Regions from separate parts of the Zea mays genome. Here region 2 is linked to region 1. Evidence: chromatin contacts called from public Hi-C data. All regions are on one chromosome and are shown on one strand. Each heading gives the region's core, a stretch centred on a gene start, on an enhancer-like site or on the middle of the called end of the contact. The rest is flanking DNA. Distances are from core to core; before and after follow the strand shown. Region 1 holds the start of LOC100382217 (peptidoglycan-binding LysM domain-containing protein). Region 2 holds the start of LOC103642876.

Region 1 (6,591 bases), core at 1,743-4,242:
GGCGGAGATTTCTCTTGAGGCCGAGACCGGGGTCGGGCGAGGACGCGATTCCTCCTGAGACTGAGGTCGAGGCCGAGCCCGGGGGTCGGGCGAGGCGGAGATTTCCTTCTGAGGCCGGAGCCTGAGGTCGGGCGAGGCGGAGCTTTCTGTTGCGCCCGAGGCGAACTCGGTGGTTGATCGTGACTTGTTGTCAGTCTTTGCCTGGGTGGTTGGCACGACAGTCAGAGCGGGGCGAGCGGTGCTGTTTTCCCGTCATATCGGACAGTAAAAGAGAGGGGCGAAGTGACTGCGGTCATTTCAGCCTGGCCGACTGAGGCGAGTGTGTCAGGATACAGCGCCAGACGTCCCCTGCATTGAATGCGCCTGTGAAGCGGTCGGTTGGTGAGGCGGTCTGGCCAAGGTTGCTTCACAACGAAGCCTGCCCGAGCCGGGCTTCGGGAGAGCCGAGGGGGCGCCCACTGCCTGAGGAGGCCCTCGGACGAGGCGTGAACTCGTCTGGGACTACTGCTCCAGCCCGAGGCTGGGCTTGGGCGAGGTCGCATCCTTTGGGTAGACGAAGCCTTGACTTGAACCGCACCCGTTAGTTGGTCTGAGGGTGTTAACAGCCACGATTAGGAGTGTTGGTTTATGGTACCCGACAAGCATCTACAAGAGACTCTTCGTTTTTTCTCTCTATTTAACTATCTATTTACGTTTTCATAAATATTACATTCTATATATAGCATCTGAGTCTAACAGACTATCTATCTAGTTTGACTAGTTAGTTGGCTAGCCAAATTTAGCTAGTGAGAGAGACAATTATAGAGTCAGATAACTTGCGAGTCAGATAGCTAGTCTGTTGGAGATTTAATTTACTATTGAGTAGCTAAAATTTGGCTTAACAAGTTATTTTGCTAGTCTTTTGGAGATGCTCTTAGCCTGTATGACTTATTTTTCGCTTATTATAACTACGGATAAGCTAATAAAACTATGTGAGCGCTTCGGTTAGAGCTGTTTGGATTTTCTTTTCGGTTCAGTATAGTCTAACGGCGGCGCAGCTTCAGAAAGATTAGCGCCCGCACGCCGCACTTATTTCGATCCGGATTGGCAATCGACGGTGCCAGTTCCTCGTTGATGGGTGTCTACGTTGTTATCGATCGTCCAATTCATGCCCGGTCCTTGTCAGTGGTATTGATAATGTGTGCGCGCCTGATAAAAAAAAGATAATGTGTAAGCGCGGTGGTACTATTGTATAGAACGACTTGCTACTACTTCCTAGTTCCTACTGCCACCCGTCCAATAATCTGTACTAGTAGGCTATATGGGCCAAGCGTGCCTGGACAACCAACTAGGCTATATGGGCCAAGCGTGGACTCTAGCTCTAAGGCAAAGAAACACAAATAGGCCCACTTTTATGGGCCGGTGCATGAACACGTAGTTGGATCCTTTTCTGCTACGCAGTTCAGTTTGGCGACTGCAATTTACCACCGGGCAAGAAAGCAGTTTTGTGAGCTGCCACAGCGACGTTCTCCTTAAGCTTGCCAGCCTGAACCACAGAATATTAATTTCTTGCGGGCGCCCAGATTTCGCCGCAAATCCTGTGGTAATCGCTGGCCCAAACAGAGCCTCTGTTGCAGCTGATTAATCATCGTCTTTGTGTTTGTGGGGGCTCCTTTTCGGCCGGCTCATGAAACGTCCAGATCCACCTGTTTCTTGTTGAGAGTTGGGTGAGAGGCCGTCCGGATACAGCAATACAGGCTACCGGCATCTGAAGCTCTGAATCCCTGAGAAGAAGTACAAGTCGCGGTTTGTTCAGGTTTAGGTTCCGGCCGGGGATGTGCGTTCTATTCTAACCTACCTACCCGTAACGTATACGCGGTGCAGGGAGCCGCGAGCGCTGAGCGCATCACTGGACTCCAGCTCCACACGTTGCTGTCAGCCAAGCCTCGGCATCGGTACTCACTGTCGACGCTGACCGGAGCGCGGACCTCGCCGAGACGCACGCCGAGAGTGCGGACGGCGGGCACGGCGCCGATCCCTGCCTGTCGTCCACATCATGTCGCATCGCGTCCGGTGTCTCTCTGGCTATCTCCCATAGTCCCATGCCATGCCATGCGAATGCCATGCCGTCTCGGAGGGTTTGGGCCAAGCCAACAGCGATTTGTTTGTTCTCCAGCGCTGCATCTGCATTGACCGAGGCCACGACACGCCAAGCCAACAAGGGGGCGAAAACAACTGGAAGCTGACGCCAGGAAACGCTGCAAAGAATAAGGATTATTAGGTGAACTGAACTGTTGCCGTGGGCGCGAGGCGCATCAGAAACGTGCTTGGCCACACGAGTTGGCTCGATGCCGGTTGGCTCCCAGTCCCACCCATCGCCCGACGGATGCCCGGGATGCCTTGCCAATTCTGGCCACGATTTGGGTAGATTCTTGCACGGCGCTCGTCAAGGGAGAGGAGACGGAGACGGGGCCGCCTGGGCTCGCGTGTAAAGACGGCCACACAAACTGTTCGCAACCGCCACACGTGTGTGTGAGACTACGAGAATACGTACAGAACCTAACCGAATGGTACGCTGAGTGCTTGTGCTGTGTTTAGGTCCCCTACCCCCCCCCCCCCCCCCCCCCCCCCCCCCCACCCCCTTTGCCCCAAACCTAAATACTCCCCCTCCCACGTCGCACGGCCAGCGGACACCGCGGCGTCCACTTAATACTGTTGAACTATACTTCGGTATCAAGCAAAGGAGAAAAATTCAGCACTACACTCATCATGCATAGTAGATCATTTGCAATCGGCCGTTGCCGACTCTTTCAACTGCTGCATTGAACATGTTCTGTTCCTAGTAACCATTGAACAACCTTGTACTTGGAACGGACGTGACTATTCATCCCGTCGTCTCTGCCCCCCGCAGCAATTAGCACACGGTACCGTACTACTCGCTCGGGGCCTAACCGTCCTAGTACACCATTCTATCTCTGCCTGCGCGCGTTAGGCTCGTGTGGGGGCGGGGCTCCCACGTTCAACGAACCGCCACCGAAAGTCCGCCAATCCAAACCGCCACGTCCGTGCCCAGAACCAGAAGCCACACACCGCTCTCTTCTTCTGTCTGCGCTCGATAAATCAATCCCTCGCCGGCGGCTCGCCCCCCGAAGCCAAGCGCAACTTCCAAAGTCCAAAGCAGGCAGGAAGGCGCCCCTGTATGGCCGAGGCGGAGGCGAGCAGCAGGCGGCGCCGCTGCGGCGGCGCGGCGGAGCTGTGCGCGACGGCCGCGCGGCTCGCGGACGCGGCCTCGTGGTGGTGCGCGGTGGCGCTCGTGGCGCTCGTGCTGCTGGGCGCGCTCCGCGCCGAGACCGACGGCGTCGGCGACGGCGACGGCGGCGGCGCCTACCGTGCGCTCCGGGGCCCGCGCCTGGGCGGCCCCGCGGCGCGGCCGTGCGAGGAGGTGTACGTGGTCGGGGAAGGCGAGACGCTGCACAGCATCAGCGACCGGTGCGGGGACCCCTTCATCGTGGAGCGCAACCCGCACATACACGACCCCGACGACGTCTTCCCGGGGCTCGTCATCGCGCTCTGCCCCACCAGGAACACCTAGCCAGCGCCGCTCTCTGCTCTTCACAGCCGACGCTCGTGGGTCGGGGCGCCGCCGCGTGTTCTGTTTCTGCTGCACTGCACTGCACCTGCTGCTGCACTGCATGCACGGGTAGCGTAGCGCGCGCCACGCCACGCCAGAGATGGACATGGACGCAAAAGGGTCCTTGCGTTCTTCGTTTCCTTCGGTCCTTTTTTTTTTGGTTTTACACTTTGCTCCAAAACTGGTCCTTGCGATCTTGACAACCTTCTTGGAGATGGGAAAAAGATAAGCTGTGCATAATACTAACTTGTTAAGAAAGTATACTTTCCGTACTCTCCCTTGCTGTGCAGTTCACGCATTCTCTTTTTGTGTGCCGAGTTTTGCTCGGGCTTTAGGATTTGGATATCGATGCAACGAGGTTTAGTAATCATGCATGCCGTTGGCCAAAAATCTGGGCACACTCGTGCGGTGCCTTTCCCTTCTGAGACCATCAACTATTCCAGCTAATCCATATTAAATGAACAGGACCTTACTAGTGGTTAGTTTCAAACCTGGGGAAATCGTATGTGCACCTTTATGTATCATCAAGGTGACAAGTGCTTTTCGTGTGACCAAGAATGGCTTACTGCTTTGTAGCAATAGAGATGGCCTAAACCTGATGAGTTTTTACCTACTAAGGTAAGGATAGGGCTCAATTTTTGAGCCTTCTCGGTCCGACGGAAGCATGAGAGACTCCGGCCGGAATGATGGACTCAGGCCGGATCGGACCAAACCGACCAAATTTTCAGCACTAAATATGGGTTCGAGAGTGTAGTATCTAAACTCGTAAATGCGTGATTTTGCATGGGCTTATCTATTGCATGGGCCGAACTGCCAAACTGCTCTGCTCACTACTGCTTGTGACTGGTATAATAGGGCTGGTACAAGTCCCATGAAGCATCACATAGATGTCTGTCCAAAACTTGTGCCATCAGAGAAAAAGGAAGGGCTAACGGGGTGGGTATTCCTACTTTTGATTTTGATCAACAGCGAAGCCGTGATATGATTTCTCCAGAACGATTCTGTGGCTACCCATTTTACATGGCTGAACGCTATTGCACTCAAGAACATTCGTATATAATCCGCAACCTTCACTCGAACTGGTTTAGCATTCTTCCCTGAAAGATGATCGCGTGATAATTTATGATGACGAGAAGCTGGAGCTGTACCAATTATTTGATAAACAACCAGGTCGGTTTAGCATAGCATCTGACATGTGGACTCGTGCAGAAACGAGTGGTTACATGAGTATTACAGCACACTACATTGATGATGGTTGGAAATTAGTTACATAAAAGATTCATAGGGTTTGCATGTGTGTACATATACCCCCACAATTGCGAACGCATTGCTAAAGAAATAATTAGCAGGCTATATCCTTGGAATTTGGACAGAAAAATATTTTACGATGTCACCAACAGAGTTTCTGGAACCAAATATCCATCCCACTGCAATTCTGTACTTCACTATTTTTTTTTGTGTGTGTGGGATCTATGGTGCCGTTTGGTTCACATATTTGTAACGTAATGAGTAACTGATAACGTTAAATCATGTTTGTTTTAGTCCAACCGTAATCAGATACCACACTAAAAATTGATATCAGTCTATTTAAATTTGTTACCGACAGTAATCAAACCTAAATCATTATCATTACCATTTGCGTTACATTTCTTGAACCAAACAACACCTATAATCTTCTCCGTGAGTGGCAAATTAGTGGTAACACGTTCGTTGCTGCTATGGCCGTACCGATGTCGCAAAAAAAAATTTGTGTCAACCTTTGCTCATTTAATCTCAATTGCCAGAAGCCCATGAGTGTTGTGCTCATGTTCTGTTAACATTTTCCCTTTTTCTTCGGATGAGTCTAGAGAAGAAGCTGGGAATTAATGAACTGCAACACCACGAGAAAACGATCGATCCAAGTGCTGACCAAGGATGCCAGAAAGCACTTTGAGATGGTTAGTGGAACAACTGAATACTTTTTTTTCAATCCATTTTTCTTGCTGCTTGCTTTCTCTGTCATCTCTCTCTTGCTTGAGTCTAATGGTTTGTGCTGAGCACATTGTGATTGTATTTATGGCGGTCAGTAGAGGGTTGTACTTGTTTTTATGGTTGTAGTTATGCTTCCTGTGAATTTTATTAAATATTTTTCAGAGCATTGCTTGTCTTGAATAACCACAAAAGCAGCGCAAATAGGATATCTTATTCAAATTTGACTAGTAAAAGATTTAATCATCTCCAATTCTGTTCAATCCAACCGAACAAGACCTGAATGGGTATGGAAAATCCGTGGATTCGGGAAATAGTTTCTAGTACAAGCTAGCTGTAGGAAAGAGACAGAATCGTTCCGCCAGAACCGAAGAAGAAAGAGATGTGCGCGGTGCTCTCCGTCTCACGAGTCATTTTACAGCGAGCAGTGACTCATCGCATCCGGATGCCATGTCAACCGCGTGTTCCAACGGGGAGGCTGCGTTGGTGGCTCGGATCGGAGGCATGATTGGCTGTCTGTGTAACGCCTGTACCTGTAGACATCACCAATAATTCTAGTCGTGCCTCGTGTTTCTACTGTTGCGTACGACTGGCAGTTGTTGGGGCAGCACGTGAACGTGTGGGCGATCTTATGCCTCCCCTCGTAGTTTTCTTTCCGGCTTAGGCCCTGTTCTCTAGGACTAATGTTTAGTCTCTACCTTTTAGTTCTTTTTAGTCTCTAATTCCCTAAACACAAGAACTAATAGAGGGACTCAATCAGTTTAGTCTCTAGTCCCTCCGAGGACTCCTAAACGGGACTAAACAACAAAATTTCCTCTCTTGCCCTCGAGCTACATTTGGAATATTTGAAATATATTTGTGGCTGCTTCTCATTTGTATACTCATTTGAAATATTTGAAACTCATTTGCTCATTTGAAATATAAGCACGCACAGGTGTTTGTATAAGCACGTGCTCGGTTTGTTTGCATAAGCATGCACAAGTGTTTGTATAAGCCGCAGGGGCAAGCGTGAG
Region 2 (5,971 bases), core at 1,765-4,264, 280 kb before region 1:
CATTAGGCAAAAGGCTTGTATCCGAGTTTTGTTATAATATCTGTCATGTCAAGGAGATGAAAACGCCACATTTTCATGGCTCCATCTTCATGGTAGGAAAATAGCTCTGATCCCGCCTTTTCTTCACCAAAACCATTTGTTTAATACCTGTTTGGTAGGGGCTTGTTCGATCTAGGGCTTCGTAAAAAAGAATAACCAAAAGTTTATACTTCGATCATATGTCAAAGCAAATTAGACTGCTAGAAGCATCAGATCTTTGAAATAGGGGCATGTAACAGGAAAGCGTTAAAGAAATGAAAGTGAAAACATGTTTTCAACTCCAATCAGACCCTCACCACTACGATTGCTTTTGCCCTGTGGCCCTGCCAATCGCAAAAGCAGTTCGACGACCCTTTCTACATTAAAAGTGTGAAGGAAGCAAGCTCTAGAGGGACTCGAACCATGGAGCCGGCAACCGAATGTTTGACGATTTATCAAAGCAAAGCACAAAATGAGTCGAGAGAACGAAGAGGGAACTGACCATGAGGAGAGCGTCGGGGAGGGCGCTGAGGATGGGGAGGAGGAGTCCACCGACGAGGCCGACCCCCATGATCTCGAGCAGCAGCTCACTCCCCGCCGATAGGTACATGGTCACCTTGTACATGACGAAGGCGTACTCTAGCACGAGGAAGAGGTTCCCGAGGACGGTGGTGGTGTAGGGGAGGAAGCCATAGGACTGCTCGCACCTCTCCCTGGTCGCCGCCGCACCCGTGGCCAGCCGGGAGCCCGAGAGGCAGATCACTGAGAGGAGCGGCGTGGATGGGCCGCCACCAGAGATGAGCTGGCCTTACGCGGTTGCGGCCAGGAGGGAGAGCAGGAGCGGGGCCAGCAGGAATCTATGGCGGTGCTGCCAGCGAGTCGCCATTGTCGGGGCGCAGGGGTGGTGTGGTGAGAGCAAGATCCAGGGGCTGAGGATCCAGAGGTTGCGCTCTAGCTTCAGCAGTGGCTCCGACCAGGCTTGGACGGGTGAAGATGAAAGGGGAAGGGATCGGGCAGGGTAGAGGAGCACGTCGACGGCCGCGACATCGACGTGGCTGCCTCACCGCCGTTGGCTCCAGGGACTTTGCTGCCGGGGCAGGCGGCTACGGTGGCGAGATCCAGTAGATGCAGAATAGGGAGAGGAGCGGCGACACCAGGGCTGCGACGGAAGTGACGCACCAACGATGAGTGGGACCGAGATCTAGAGATGGGAGAAGTGGGAAGTGATAGAACACGAAGGCTCACATAAAAACTCGGGACCGTACCTGTGGCACGCGTCGTGGAGTCACAACCGAGCGGCCCGTGAAGCGCGGACAGGGCTTGAAACCCCTTCAGGTTTTAATAAAGGAGATTTGGCTCACAAGTCACAACTTCACAAACACGCAAACAAGGGTGGTAATGGATTAGAATGAGTTTTAAATGTTTATTCACAATTCGACTGTGCTCTTAATTGATTTTATTTTAAAAAAATACATATTGAGCTCAGCTTTAATCGTCTCTGATTCTTAAACTTTTATAGCGTACAATTTAAAGCCTATTAGGGCGTCCACAATGGTTCTCTCAAATAGCTAGCTGATGTGGAGCTGAGAGGATAATAAAAATAGTAATTTATCTCACCACTGTTACTTAGTCCCACACGTAATACACTTAGTTTCTTAGAATACGTGAAATCTCCTATCTATTTGCTCGTCGCTAGCTATTCTTGTTTTCCCCATATTTTCTATCCACGTAGGAGAGAGTGAATCTAGCTAGTGAAATAGCTAGCCATTGACGCTCTTACCACTGTTAGTTGTGCTCATTTATTTACTCCCTCTGTCCATAAATATTTCTTGCTATGGTATTCGTGTTAGTCAAACTTTCTTAAATTTGACTGAATATATTAGCAACATTTGTGCCTTCAAATAATTTTACTGTAAAAATAAATTCAAAGATCTATCTAATAATACTAATTATGTATTATAAATATTAATATATTTTTTACATAAATATGGTTAAAGATAAAAAAATTGTTTGACTGGTTGAGAATGACGAATATTTCTGGACGGAGGAAATAATTTATACTCATACTGGCTGATTTCGATCTAGGCTGACCGGAAACAGGTATTTTAGCGTATGAGTGGATACACCCAAAAGACCATAAAATGATTTGTTTTGCATCATGCTCCGTAACATAAAGTTAATGCACACAGTGAATCGAGGACTAGACAATGTGACCACGGCCAATCGAACATGAGGATGTTCAATGTTGCATAAAGCAAACATGTCCTGGCTCCTCCGGTCCGTAGGATTCCGCTGTCCTGTCTCCAATCATACCCACCACTCACACGGCTAGCTAGCCTGCACTGCGTCCTGGGCTCCTGGTCCTACCGGCAGCCCTTCTAGTGGTCGTTGGAACTTGGAACAGCACCGCATCCGCCGGCCGGATGCCCTTAGCAGAAAGCTATCCGTGGTACTTACTGTACTGATGTGGTTGCAAAAGCTGCGCTTTCTCCTGTATAGGAGGAGTATAGGACAATCAACCGTCACTGCCGTATCATGGCGAAAGATGACTTTTACCATGCTGGCTGCAATGTACTAGCTCCCGTGCAGTAAAAGTAGTCGTTTAGGATATGATTGTGCATACCAAGGAGTGATTAATTATCATGGAGTTTTCCCTGTTTGCCTTTAGTAAAGGTAGTCGTTTAGGACATGATTGGCGCGTTGAAGGCTTGCATGGCACTGTTTGCATGTCTGGCGCATATTTTTTTTGCCCATTTTGCATGGCGCGTTGGAGGCTTGGCACTGTTTGCATGTCGCATTTTTTTTGCCCATTTTGCATGGCGCGTTGGAGGCTTGCATGCACTATTTGCATGTTGGCGCGGGCACTGTTTTGCCTGTTGGCGCTCGCGTTCTGCATGTTGGCGCTCTTTTTTTTTGCTAGCGCGCGCTGCTGGCCGCCGTTTGGCATGCTTGGATTGCTATTTAAAGCAGCTAAGCAGTTAGCAACACTCACACTCTCACATGGTCATTCCATTTGATCTAAATGAGCTTCCTTTAGATGAGCTCGATGAAGACTTCCAGGAGCCGGATGATGCTAATGAGCTCGGCCTCAACGATGTGCTGTTGGAAAATGGCAACGGTAACGTGTTTCACGCTATCTTTGGATAGATTTTTTTGTGTCAACTCTCATGTTTCACGCTTCCTTTGGACAGATTTTGATTTGAACTTACCTCTAGATGAGTTTGGCGCGGTTGTAGAGAACCACCGACGAAAAGAGATGACAAAAGATATGAGGAAACAAGTGTACCAAGCGTTGTTGGCTAGAAGCAATAACGGGAGACTCCACAAGAAAGATACCCAAATTGTTGCCAACCAATTTGATCTCCACCTTCGGTCAGTGCAGCGCGTATGGAACAGAGGTAAAATACAACTTGCAAACTCGGTGCCGGTTGTGGTTGCTAGTCTAAAAAAGGGAAGAGTTGGTCGTAAAGCAATTCCTATTGATTTGGAAGTTTTGCGTAACATTCCTTTAAAGGATAGGATGACCTTAGAGGATGTTTGTGCCAAGCTAAACATGAGTAAATGGAAGGTGCTAAGGTATTTGAAACAAGGTTTGCTTAGGCGTCATTCTAGTAGCATCAAGCCCTTTCTCACTGAAGGAAACAAAAAAACTAGGTTGAAGTTTTGTATTGACATGATTAAGAGGGGGTTGAATGGTGATCCAAGCTTTAGGGATTTTTTTGACTTCGTTGTCATTGATGAAAAATGGTTCTACCTATCCCAAAAGTCTGAAAAATATTATTTGCTCCCCGAAGAAGATGATCCACATAGGACTTGCAAGAACAAAAACTACTTCCCTAGGCTCATGTTTCTCGCTGTTTGTGCTAGACCGAGGTTTAGAGATGGGCAGTGCATTTTTGATGGTAAAATTGGATGTTTTCCTCTTGTCAATTATGAACCGGCTATAAGAGGAAATGCTATAATTGGTCGTGTAAGGGGAGATATGGTTATGAAGCCCATTCAAAGTATCACAAGAGATGTTATTAGAGAATTCATGATTAACAAAGTCTTACCGGCCATTAGAGCTAAGTGGCCAAGGGAAGATGTGAGAAATCCTATTTATATTCAACAAGACAATGCACCTTCACATTTAAAGTTGGATGATCCATTGTTTTGTGAGGCTGCAAAGCAAGATGGTTTTGATATTCGCATCATTTGTCAACCTCCAAATTCTCCTGATTTTAACATCTTGGACTTGGGTTTTTTTCGAGCTATTCAAACAATCCAATACAAAAAGAATGCAAGAACTATTCAAGAACTAGTTCCAGCAGTGCAAGAGGTATTTTAGACAATTTTTTATCAAATTTCTCACATCATTTTCATGGTTACATTCCTCTAATTTCATCACTGATTTTTGTAGGTGATAGTCGCCTAGAGGGGGGGGTGAATAGGGCGAAACTGAATTTTACAAATATAAACACAACTACAAGCCGGGTTAGCGTTAGAAATATAAATGAGTCCGAGAGAGAGGGCGCAAAACAAATCCCAAGCGAATAAGCAAGAGAGACACGGAGATTTGTTTTACCGAGGTTCGGTTCTTGCAAACCTACTCCCCGTTGAGGAGGCCACAAAGGCCGGGTCTCTTTCAACCCTTCCCTCTCTCAAATGGTCCCTCGGACCGAGTGAGCTTCTCTTCTCTAATCAAAGCCGGGAACAAAACTTCCCCGCAAGGGCCACCACACAATTGGTGCCTCTTGCCTTGATTACAATGGAGTTATAGTCTTAAGAACAAGTGAGAAAGAAAAGAAGCAATCCAAGCGCAAGAGCTCAAATGAACACGGCAAATCACTCTCTCTAGTCACTAGGGTTTTGTGTGGAATTGGAGAGGATTTGATCTCTTTGAATGTGTCTAGAATTGAATGCCTAGAGCTCTTGTAGTAGTTGAGAAGTGGAAAACTTGGATGCAATGAATGGTGGGGTGGTTGGGGTATTTATAGCCCCAACCACCAAACTTGACCATTGGCTGGAGGCTTCTGCTCGATGGCGCACCGGACAGTCCGGTGCACACCGGACAGTCCGGTGCCCCTGCCACGTCATCACTGCCGTTGGATTCTAGCCGTTGGAGCTTCTGACTTGTGGGCCCTCCTGAGTGTCCGGTGCACACCGGACATGTACTGTTTGATGTCCGGTGCACCGGTATGGGCAAGTCTGACGTCTGCGCGCGCTGCGCGCGCATTAAATGCACCGCAGAGAGCCGTTGGCGCCGAAGAGAGCCGTTGCTCCGCTGGCACACCGGACAGTCCGGTGCACACCGGACAGTCCGGTGAATTTTAGCGGAGCGGTTGCCACGCGAAACCGAGGCTGGCGAGTTCCGGAGGCCGCGCTTCCTTGGAGCACCGGACATGTCCGGTGCACACCGGACAGTCCGGTGAATTATAGCGCGCCGGCTTCCGAGAAATCCCGAGGGTGAAGAGTTTGAGTCTGAGTCCCCTAGCGCACCGGACAGGTACTGTTCACTGTCCGATGGCACACCGGACAGTCCGGTGCGCCAGACCAGGGGTGCCCTCGGTTGCCCCTTTGCTCCTTTATTGAATCCAAAACTTGGTCTTTTTATTGGCTGAGTGTGAACCTTTTACACCTGTATAATCTATACACTTGGGCAAACTAGTTAGTCCAAAGATTTGTGTTGGGCAATTCAACCACCAAAATTATTTAGGAACTAGGTGTAAGCCTAATTCCCTTTCAATCTCCCCCTTTTTGGTGATTGATGCCAACACAAACCAAAGCAAATAGAGAAGTGCATAATTGAACTAGTTTGTAAAAGGTAAGTGAAAAGGTTACTTGGAATTAAGCCAATATAACTACTTACAAGATATGCAAGGAATGTTTCTTTCTTATATAACATTTTGGACCACGTTTGCACCACATGTTTTGTTTTTGCAAATTCTTTTTGTAAATCCATTTCAAAGATCTT

Evidence for each region. A called contact is a pair of places that touch in the nucleus more often than the background predicts.
Region 2: a Hi-C map of ear shows a contact between it and region 1, with 1.5 times the contacts expected there. The contact joins the promoter of LOC103642876 here to the promoter of LOC100382217 in region 1. A contact is called at or near these places in 2 of 25 Hi-C or Micro-C datasets (ear and leaf).

Annotation. Positions count from the first base shown.
Region 1 is chr10:139,118,578-139,125,168 of Zm-B73-REFERENCE-NAM-5.0, reverse strand. It overlaps LOC100382217 (peptidoglycan-binding LysM domain-containing protein), which reads left to right and starts at 2,992. Exons shown (of 1, transcript NM_001174974.2): 1 at 2,992-3,865. The coding sequence starts at 3,179. The coding sequence ends at 3,571.
Region 2 is chr10:139,398,244-139,404,214 of Zm-B73-REFERENCE-NAM-5.0, reverse strand. It overlaps LOC103642876, which reads left to right and starts at 3,014. Exons shown (of 3, transcript XM_008666043.3): 1 at 3,014-3,136; 2 at 3,210-4,336; 3 at 4,418-4,432. The coding sequence starts at 3,019. The coding sequence ends at 4,432.